Linked DNA regions of Zea mays: region 2 is linked to region 1. The links are chromatin contacts, called in public Hi-C maps. All regions are on one chromosome and are shown on one strand. Each heading gives the region's core, a stretch centred on a gene start, on an enhancer-like site or on the middle of the called end of the contact. The rest is flanking DNA. Distances are from core to core; before and after follow the strand shown. Region 1 holds the start of LOC542405 (MFS18 protein). Region 2 holds the start of LOC100279235 (putative protein kinase superfamily protein).

Region 1 (5,460 bases), core at 225-2,724:
TTTAGTTTTTAAAAGTTTTTTTAAATGGAAAAGTCACTGAGATTCAATATGCAATAGAGAGATTAGGATAAAAATCCATATCTATTATATTTAAAAAAAAATATGTAGCAGATAATACTCCATTTAAAAATCTCTTATCTTGGTCTTTTGCTCGCTTGGTGCCAAAGTAAAATAGATAAAATTCCGCTTTAAAATCCTATATAGAATATATTAATAATCAACCATTAGTTCGTGAGATTGAAAAAATATACACATATAATATAAGAACTAGTACAACATACACTATGGCTACAATCACCTAATGAACACACACTCAGCGCCTCGCCACATCGCGTTAGGAGTCTGCGACGATTTGTTTGCTCTGTGACTGCAATAGACTCATCGATTCGTTTCTCAGATTTTCAACAAGCTACAGCTAGCGAAAGGACTACCGAATAGTGTCTCAACTAAGACCAATTACTAAATATCCATAGCACATATCATATACTTATATTTAGTACATATTTGGGGGGCCTATACCTTCGGGGCCCTGGGCGGCTGCCCACCCCTAGGGCCGGTCCTGCTTGTTTGGCAGCAATGTTTCTCAAAATCATGGCTTTACAATACTATACTTGCAATTGTTATGATAATACCGTGGTTTTGATAGCTCCAAAAATAACATGGTTTTGACAAACATTGTTTGGATAGAACATTGTAAACCATGATATTAAGCAAGAGCTAGTCATATCATGAAAATACTTTGGATTGGAGTGGAGTTTTCAATACTCCAAAAATACTTTGGTGTCTACAAAACCATGGTTTTGAAAATATACTTTCCAGGAATGCAACTAAACATTTCATGACATAAAATACTATGGTATTAGCCAAACCCCAAAAAAAACTTCACTCCAATCATGTCCTTTATAGTACCACCCACCATGCATGTGTCACGCATGCATTGCAATTGCATGCATGCAGCCGTAGCTAGCAGAATGCCAATGTATGCAATGCAAGCTTCCACTGGAATTTCAATTTCAAAGGCATGCACTGCACAACCACAGCCCACAGCTAGGCGTCACCGTACCATTTATCAAACCGCGTCGAGATCTGAGAGAGAGAACAAAAAAGAAAAAAAAATCCGCCTTTACTTCGTCGTCTCTCCATGCACGGCGCCATGCATATGCATATGCGTCGTATGCAAGGCCAGCAAGGGTGGTGGTGGTGGCTGGTGAAGTGACCTGGGGAAATTTTAATGGCGGTCACAGGATGGCATGCAGTAAAGAGCAGCAGCAGGTACCCTGCCTCTCCTTTAAGCCAGCCTCTCTCCTCCTTAACGCCCGCCACCTACCGCGCTGCTGCTACCCCGCGCGGCCGCGCCCCTCTGTCCGACTGTCCCGGCCGGCCGATGAGCTCGCTGCGCCGTCTTCAATACCGCCCAGCCGTCTCCCCCGCTATAAAAGCACCTGCCTCGCCACCTCTCTCTCCTCACGATCACACACCACTCCACAGCAGTAGCAAGAGGGATAGAGCAAGGCCACACACACACACACACCACTAGGCTAGGTTAGCCTTTTAATCGTCGTCGAGAAGCAAGAAGGGCGCGCACGCAAGCAGGCAAGCAAGAAGAGAGCCGATCGACCGAGAGCTAGCACGCGATGGCGAGGTCTTCCAAGATGATGGTGGCGGCAGCTCTGCTGGCCTTGGCCCTGGCCGTGTCGACCGCCGAGGCGAGGAACATCAAGACCACGACGACGGAGAAGAAGGACGACGCGGTGGTGCAGCCGCAGACCTTCCCGCCCTTCGACCGCCTCGGCGGCGGCGCGTCCCCGGCGTTCGGCGGCCTCCCCGGCGGCAGCATTCCTGGCAGCAGCATTCCCGGGTTCAGCATGCCCGGCAGCGGCAGCAGCCTACCCGGGTTCAGCTTGCCCGGCAGCGGCAGCATGCCCCTCTTCGGCGGCGGCTCCCCGGGCTTCAGCGGCTTCGGCGGCATGCCCGGGTCGCCCACCGCCGGCTCCGTCCCCGAGCACGCCAACAAGCCCTGAACGCCAACAAGCGTGGTAGTAGAGTGGTGCTACTGTTACTGTAGTACGTCGTCGTCTTCATGCATGCGTGGTTCGTGGTTTCCCCTAGCTCCATACGAGCAGTAGTTGGGCCTTGCACGTACCGTACGTCTAGCTAGCTATATATATATAGCTTGTGTTCTACTGCCTTTTAGTTTAATTACCTGCCTGCATTGGAGAGTTGGATCTGTTTCATTTGGTGGTGTTTGCTTTACTATTAGGTCAGTATCTGTTTGTGGAGACTTGGTGTTTAATTTATTTAGCCGTTTGTGACTGGTTGTAGCTAGCGGTGGTGCGGTGGTGATGTTCTTGAGGCATGAATAATGCTACATGCATGTGATGTATCCATGTTTTGTGTGTGGTAAACCTGTTGTTTGTATAAGCTGTATGCATGGGTCTTTAATTTGTTTTTGAAGCAGGGTTCACGTTATTAATTTGTCACTACTTTGTTCGGTTCGCATCATTAATTTGTCACTACTTTTGTTTTGAGTGACTTTCGGAATCTCTGAAAAAAAAGGTCATTCCAACGTACTACACAAGTTAGGAAGCAAATGCAGCAGATAACATATGCAAGGCATATATATTACACACCCAGACACGAACGAAAGCATCAAACAGCTGGACAGTACAGTTTAGGATAAACTAATGAAGAACCATTTCAAACGAAGTGGGAAGAAAAATAGTCAATAATAATAAATTACGAGCAAGCTTTTAAGTCACGGACATGTCAGTGTACTGCTGCGGCAATTTAATGCTCTATATGTGGTGTAGTTACTGCTTATGTCCTCTGGGCTCTCGGATCCCTATCTAAACAAACCGTCGTCCGTGGAGACGAGATAAATCGATCAAACACGCAGTAAAAAAATGGTATTTTCTAACCGTTTCGAATGCGTCATGCTTTCAGAATGCTGAATGCCATTTTTTCTACTCAGTTCCCAATCTATCTTCAGCAATCAGTCAGTGACTACCCTCCACGCAAAATGAACGCTCGGCCTCTCTGTATTCTCAAATCCACGGGTTTCTCTCTTCTTTGGGCTGGATTGGTGGACAGATAAATGGAGAGATCCATGAGAAAGTTCGAATAGAGAGGCGATTCTCCATACTTGTACACCAAATCAATCCTAAGAGCTTGTTTGGGAGCAAATGTAATGGATGGAATTGGGGGCTATAATTTCTCACTATTCAACTTTAAGGGGGTGTTTGGTTTCTAGGGACTAATTTTAGTCTCTCTATTTTATTCTAATTTAGTTTCTAATTTTCTAGGCTAAGTTGATGAGCCTTGTTAATGATGCACTGTAACAAGTCTGCTACGAGAACAAAAAGTAGCGGTGAGACAGTTCATCACATCTTTATTCACTGTGTCCTTCCGAAATATGTTTGGAGATATCCTCAAGGAGGGTTCTGATCCGAAAATTCAACCAAACTCGGAGTATCCTGAATGGTTGTGGCACTTGCTCGACAAGCTTCATGTGCTAAGGGTGTGTTTGGTTGTCTGCATCTGCGCGTGTTTGCATCGCGGAATGCGGGTAACTGTTGTTTGGTTGCTGTGAGCCAGGCTATGCGCGTGCGAGATCTGTGTTTGGTTGCCTGCATGCAGATTTGGATCCAAGCTCGCACGATCCTCAAAGCACCATGAGCCAGGCTCACCAGATACGAGCAGATTGGTCGCATCTCTAGAGCCAGCCTTCAGTGATCCTAGCTCACACAGCCAGTGAATGAGTTATGGAGGAAAGAACCCAAGACACTCTCTTATGAAGGCCTGAAGTGTTTTGTTTAAGAACTGATCTGGAATCGCAGAACGAAACAAGACATGTTCTATTGTTCTTTTTTTATTCATATAGTACTAGACAACATGAACACTTTTTATGGTTTTTTTGGCAACTACCTGGGATGTTAAAATGTTTCTATTTGCTTGGTTTCGTACTGTTTTAGGCAGCTACGACACTGGCATTCTTTTGGTTCTTCCATCTTGGGAGGATGCTGGATGCAGCTTCCCAATTACTTAGCAAATTATCAAGTTTCAAGGTTCTACAACATTATTTGATTTACCAGCATACGATTCACGATTTATATATCTTACAGTTCATCTGAATCTTTCTGCGTTATCGTAAATTTGGATTTTTCATTGCCTGTGTTAATTGGGTCTTACTGCATAATCGATTGTCATTCTTCATGACTTAAAAATTCAGCACGTAGTCTTATCTGTATGGATGTTCTTCATGAAGCCAATATCTGTCGTTCCAGTTTTTTTTAACGCATGGAGTCTAATTCACGTTTATTTCATTTGTGTTTGTCTTATTTTTTTTTTTTACTTTTTAACAAATTCTAAAGTACCTCACTCACAAAATAGTCTTAATAGTCCGAGACTATAGTCCAAACTATTTTCATTGATCGAGTTAGGATTATTATCACACATTACGATTTCTTTACGCAGGCGGAGCACGTTCTATTTATTAGTATTAGGGATGAAAATGGGACGGATACGGTCGGATATAGGGTCATCTCGTATCCTACCCTAATGTATTTCTCTCGGATACGGGTAGTTAAGGTTCAGGACGGATACAGGACAGGACCGGGTAATAATTCGGGCGGGTAAGAAACGGATAACGGATACTACTCGGGTAGGTACCGGATAGTTGTCGGGTAGTTCGTACCGATGATATTAATTGCCCAAGTACTGTCTCATAAAGGATTTGGACCCAAATGGCTCAACTGGACTCGAAGTATCCTTCAATCTGGCACCTCATTGGTATTGCTTAATGGTGTCCTAGGGAAAACCTTTCATTGTAAGCGAGGAGTCAGACAGGGAGATCCTCTCTCACCTCTGTTGTTTGTCTTGGCGGTAGATCTTCTTCAGAGCATTATCAATAAAGCTAGATAGCTGAATTTGCTTCAGTTACCTCTAACTAAAAGATGTGGGCAAGACTTTCCTATTGTTCAATATGCTGATGACACTCTATTGATAACGGAAGCCTGTCCAAAGCAATTATTCTTCTTAAAAGCAATTCTTAATTCCTTTGCAACTTCAACTGGTCTCAGGGTAAATTATAGAAAATCAAGTATGTACCCGATCAATGTTAACCCTGGGAAAATGGAGACTCTATCAAGAACCTTCAACTGTCAGACAGGGTCAATGCCTTTCACTTATCTTAGAATGCCTCTGGGGCTTTCAAAACCTCGATTCAACACTTTTTACCCCTAATCCAAAGAATTGAAAAGAGACTGTCATGTTCCTCTAACTTTCTTTCCCAAGCTGGGAGATTGGAGTTGGTTAACTCGGTTTTCTCATCTTTACCAACCTTTTTTATGTGCACGCTTAAAATCCCTACTACTACCATTAAGCAGATAGACATATTCAGGAAACATTGCCTTTGGAGAGGGAATGACATGAACACAAGGAAGCCACCGCTAGTTGCATGGA
Region 2 (5,493 bases), core at 2,863-5,362, 820 kb before region 1:
TATTTCACCCGCGGGTCTTACCCATACCCGACCCACGGTAAAGTCGGGTCGAGTTCATGATAACAAGACTTATATATACGTACGTATGTATGTAAATCCGTGAAATATAAATGGCGCTCGTCGATCTCATGCATCACTCGCATTGCTGCTTTTCCACGCTGGAACGAGCCCCCCCGGGTATTATACTTTACCCGCGGGTCCCCGCGGATATCCGAAATAGGCAAATAGCTAATTGCGGCCCACCTGGTAGGCAAATAGCCCAGCCCACACGGCTCTAACCCTAGGCCACCCGGCCACACCCAGGCCCCCACCCGCCACTCCGCCAGGCCGCCACCCACCCCCACTTGGCCACTCCCCCAGGCGGGCAAGCATGGCGCCCATGCCCCAGCCCCTAGACCCTAGATTCCAGACCACGTCGCCACCGCACCACCGGAGTCTATGGCCAGCCACCGCCCTCGCCCACCCGCGAGCCAGCGAGCGCGAGCCGTTGAGTCCCTGGCTCCCTGCGCGTGCGAGACCAGAGATCTAGGCAGCGAACGAGCCATGTCCGTCCCCCGCCACCAGCGACCAGATGGTGCCGGTCATCCCTGCTGCGACGAGCTGGCGCCGTGAAGCCGCCCTCCAGGCCTACAACTCTAGTAAGTTGCAAGCACTTATACCTATTTATGTTCTCTTATTTATAATATGCTCATATGGACCGTGGACTGAACTATGAACTTATAAATAATTCGAGGAGCTGAACTCTTTTCCTTCATAGGGTTTTGTCACGAAGTATGAGTTTTTACTTAGAAAGGTTTTTAATGAGACAACACTACACTAAGGCTCCAAAACATTTAAAGACTATTTTGTAGCCTATTTGCCTTGTCTTATGTTGGTTTGAATGTCTAGTTGGTTAATGGATTGAATTTATGTTCAGTTTTGATGTGAATGTAAGGTTTTTCTGTTAAATGTGATGTTTTATGTACAAGTAAGGTTTTTCTGTTAAATTTAATGTATTCTGTGTATTTAGTTACTGGATCCGAGTCCTGCACGACACTAACAGGCTGACCGTGCCCCAGCTGAGCCTAGCCTGACCCGCATAATAGTGGGCGTGCCGTGCTTGGACAACAAAACTAGCCCACGGGCCAGCCCTACCCGACCCGTGAAAATAACGTGTCATGTCATGTCCTGGCATGCCCGTGCCACCCACCGAGCGGCACCCAGTTGAGCCGAGACGAGGCTGTCTCGTTTTTAACCCTAGCTCTGGCTAGACACCGGCGGATATTCTCGCGCCTGTGTTAAAAAAAGTGCAAGATATTGTGAGAATAAACAGACGATGCGGATCTGCCGTTCTACTGTGTTCTAGTCTTCTCGGCCGACAATTTGATCGATAACCACATGGTGATATATAATCAAGTTAGGCATGCATTTTTCCACAGCCATGTATGTCATCATGAGTTAGGTACACGAAAGTAAATAACTCCCGCGCGCTGAAACTCTATTGTTCCATCGATCGGTTACAACTTACAAAAAAAAAAAAAACTCCGGCCTTGACAATTGACGGATTCGTCGAGCTCGAAGAACGAAAAATGAGACGGAGGAAGTAGTCAGAGATGCATAGAAATAGAGGGTGTGGGTGTGGCTCCTTCCTGTCAGAGAGGGTCAAAGCAGCCACCTGAATTCAAATCAAGGACAAGGACTCGCCGAACCCCAGTCGATCCCTATGCGTGCGTGTGTGTGAGAGAGAAGTGGCCATGACCCATCATGATCCATCCGATAGTCAGCCCAGCCCCATCTCTGAACCGTACGTTCACGGCAGAGAAAATGAGCACAAAACTTATATATATGTGTGTGTATGTAAATCCGCGAAATATAAATGGCGCTCGTCGATCTCATGCATCGCTCGCATCGCTGCTTTTCCACGCTGAAACGAGCCCCCCGGCTGTGGTCGTTGATTAAAGAAGAGGTAAAGCGTCGCTGCTACTACGCTAGCACGGGAAGTCGAGTCGGCAAAGGAAGAGCAGTAGGTCATGATTGCGCACATGAGATCGATGTCGACGTCTAGCCCCGGATTTGATGCGCGGCGCTTAAGCTAGCAGCTAGGCTCCCGTTAGTGACTCACCGGTGACCGTGTACACTTTAGATGGTCAATAACCACGAGACCCGTGAGCCCGGCACGAAGCCTGCTGTTCGGACCCGATCCGAGCCCGGCACGGTCCGGTTCTATGCGGGCTCAGGCCGGTCCGGTACAAATAAGCGGGCTGGGCTCGGACAGGAAACTAGTCACGGTGGGCTAGCCCGCCACGACCCGTTTACCTCTAAGCTCGTTAAGCCCGTTATTTTACACTAAAACGTGCTTGTCGGCCCGCATATCCGCTTTTCGGCCCGCTTTTTTCGTGCTAAACGAGCCGGCCTGGCCCGTTTAGGCTCGATGCGGGCCGAGCTCGGACAGAAAATTAAACTCACCTGCTTAGTCGGTCCAGCCCAATTTTATAACCGTGTCTAGCGGGCCGGGCTTCACCGGACCCGAGCCGGGCCGGGCTTCACTGGGCCCGAGCCGAGCCGGGCGGCCCGTTTGGCCATCTCTACTGTACACTAAGGCTCCTATTCCACTCTCCAATTCAAACTGCACTCGCTCGTTTGCCTTGCACGTCGTTATTGACGAAGATGGCCTAAGATTTTTTTTGAGGCAATTACTGTACGAAAGACCTACAATACTTTTGTATTAAAAAAATATTATGTACAAGGTTATAGGAAGAGATTAGAGAGGGGATTAAAAAAAAGATCTGTTGTAGCCATGCTCCAATTCTATTGGCTGTCTGAAGGCTTCACTCTATGGCAAATTAGGAGCATCTCTGTAACAAACACACTTTGCATTCGTTATTGGCGTGGTATGTTTTCAATTATTGGTGGTATGTTTTTAAAGATTCATCCATTTCTATTTTTCCTTATGCACCAAATCATGATTATGAGGTACCTTCGCTCGTATTTGCTGAATAGCTAAGAGATGGTTAGAACGTGCGTGGTGGAGTCACCCCAGTTAGTTGCCAGCATCTCTTTGCATACTAGCAATTTACGAAGATCTGCGGAAGGATCTCTTCTTTCTAAAGTATGCAGTTTTTCACATGTATACGAATCTAACTCCATACTTCTTCACCTGAGCAGAGACTTCGTGTTTAGCCTATTTTTTTTCAAGAACAGACAGAATAAAACCTATATTCCGGTTGACACTTTATCTTCCACAACTAAACATAAGCTGGATGGACTGTCATAGTCACAGTCATATGTTTGTGTGCTTTTTGTGAAGAATATTGTTGTGCTCCTCAATTGTGCGACCATTTGTTCCGTTGATCAGATATCTGTTGGCTTTGTAAGGCCTGCCTTAGACTTCGAGATGGCCTAATATCGATAGATTAGCTTGTCCTCAAGGTAGGCTGCTGGCCTAGCCCCGCGTGACCCATCTTTTGTTGCCTTCCACGTGAAGCCTAACTAGGATTTTATCTTTATCCTTGCCCGGTGTGCTTGCATGTGTGGAATGAAACGGCGACAGACGGAGACGGTTATTATGTGTCTGTTTGATTCAGCTTTTTTTCTGACCAGCTTTTCTGGAAATCTGGCTGTGGGGAGAATCTGAGTATCATTACGATTACACGTGTAGGAAGATAAATTTGTTCATAGGGCTCAGGATCTAGAAAGTGACAGATTCCTACTATTACAACGACTCAACCGATTATGTGTTTATGTTGATTTTGAATGGTTTTTGCCCCCAACAAATTTTATAGAAGCTGGCTCAAAAGCTGAGCGTTTGGCAGTCTGCAGCAGTTTTTGGTGGCCAGAAGCTGTAAGAAGCCGAAACAAACAGGACCTATATATACAGGCATACAGCCATCCAAAATCGTCGATCTACTAGCATGCTGTGAAATTGCCGATTCTCGCCCCGGCCGTAGACAAAACGAGCGAGCATTGACTTTTGAGGGCCCGAGAGCCCACGTCGGTCGTCTTTCAACCTCGAGTAAAACCACCACAGTGGACTGGACTGGACAGGACACACACCGATCCCTTCTGAAAAATCCCCCTCCCCTCCCCGAGGTTGCAGCGGCGAGGGAGGGGAGAGATAATAATAATCGCAGGAGGGAAAAGCAGCAGCGCAGGCGCAAAAAGCAAATCAAAGCCACACCACCACCACCACCGGCAGCTGCCGAGAGCCGCGCCCGCGCCCGAACACAAGGGAGAGCGGCCGGAGAGGAAAGCCAAATCCATCCACTCCACCCCGTACGCCGCCGCCGTCCCTGTCCCTCCCCTCTTCCCGCGCGCATGGGCCCCAAATCGCCAGCGCCGCGACGAGCGCGCCTGCCCCCGCGGCGGCGGTAGCAGCAGCAGCAGCTGCTGCTGTGTGCTTCGCGTCTTCGCCGGGGATGGCGCGGCTCGGGCGAGCGGGCTGCCGCTCCGGTCCAGCCCGAGGTGAGCACCCTCCCCCCCATCTGATCTGCGTGGGCCCTAGCCTCCTTGCTGCTCCTTGCTTCATGGAAGGCTTGGTGCGATGGGCTCGAGTAGTCTGGGCGCGTGCCACGATTGTGCTTGCCCGATTTGAGGTTCTGCCGGCGGGGAAATGACGGCTCCACGGCGGGGTCTGGGCTATGGGAGGGCGCGCTGCTCCAACTACCGTCGGGAGCTCGTTACCAACATTTGGGCGCACAGTGGGAAAGCTCGCCTGTAGATTCGAGTCCGTTTGGGGGTAGTGGGAGCGGCGGATTCGAGTTCACATGTAGTCTTCCAGGCGCCAGCAGCCATGGAACAATCAATACGGTAGAGATTGTGCAGCCTATGCTTAACAGTGAGGAGGATGTAATGGACACTGCAGCAGATACTAGGCAGTTTCATATTCGTAGTCTCTGTGGCCTCCTTGCTTGTGGGGGGAAAAAGTAATCTTTTTTGTCCGACTCCGATGCTTATGTTTTATTCAAACGCACTCGTGTGTAAAATCGATGGGTGCGAGAGTGGACAAATCTGAATGAGGTGAAACAATACCTTGGATAATGAATCGGGAAATGGCATAGCTATCCTGTTTAAATTAACAATGCCAAGCCTTGGCAAAGAACATCTGATCTGCTGAACATGTATCATGGTATGATTCAAATGATCGAGAAGGTCGGATACTAATGTGTCAGTTAATAATGTTTGGCACAAGGGAGTGGAGGTATTTTGTAATTCAGATGGAACACAAGTGTGTGTTTATGTGCATATGGACATTTCTTTCTCTGCCTACAATTGTATCATTCAAGGGCATACGTAAAGGGCAGATATGGTACGACCTTTTTATCTTACCACCTTAGAAGGGCTCCATAACATTTGTATGTTGTTTTTAGGGAGCCAATGAGCCATGGGCCACCAGAATCTTTTGTCTACGCTTTATGCCCATTCCACACAATGTACTTTCTTGCTTAAAATAATTCTCACTGGATGGTGTACAGCTTTTTTTTCAGGAATTCCTGAAGACACATTGAGAAATTTTAT

Evidence for each region. Hi-C and Micro-C count contacts between places; a contact is called where the count stands out from the background.
Region 2: a contact with region 1 is called in a Hi-C map of ear, with 1.8 times the contacts expected there. The contact joins the promoter of LOC100279235 here to the promoter of LOC542405 in region 1. A contact is called at or near these places in 3 of 25 Hi-C or Micro-C datasets (bundle sheath, ear and tassel).

The regions. Positions count from the first base shown.
Region 1 is chr3:34,853,444-34,858,903 of Zm-B73-REFERENCE-NAM-5.0, reverse strand. It overlaps LOC542405 (MFS18 protein), which reads left to right and starts at 1,474. Exons shown (of 1, transcript NM_001138443.1): 1 at 1,474-2,479. The coding sequence starts at 1,635. The coding sequence ends at 2,021.
Region 2 is chr3:35,680,107-35,685,599 of Zm-B73-REFERENCE-NAM-5.0, reverse strand. It overlaps LOC100279235 (putative protein kinase superfamily protein), which reads left to right and starts at 4,112. Exons shown (of 8, transcript NM_001152256.1): 1 at 4,112-4,440; 2 at 5,463-5,493. The coding sequence starts at 4,395.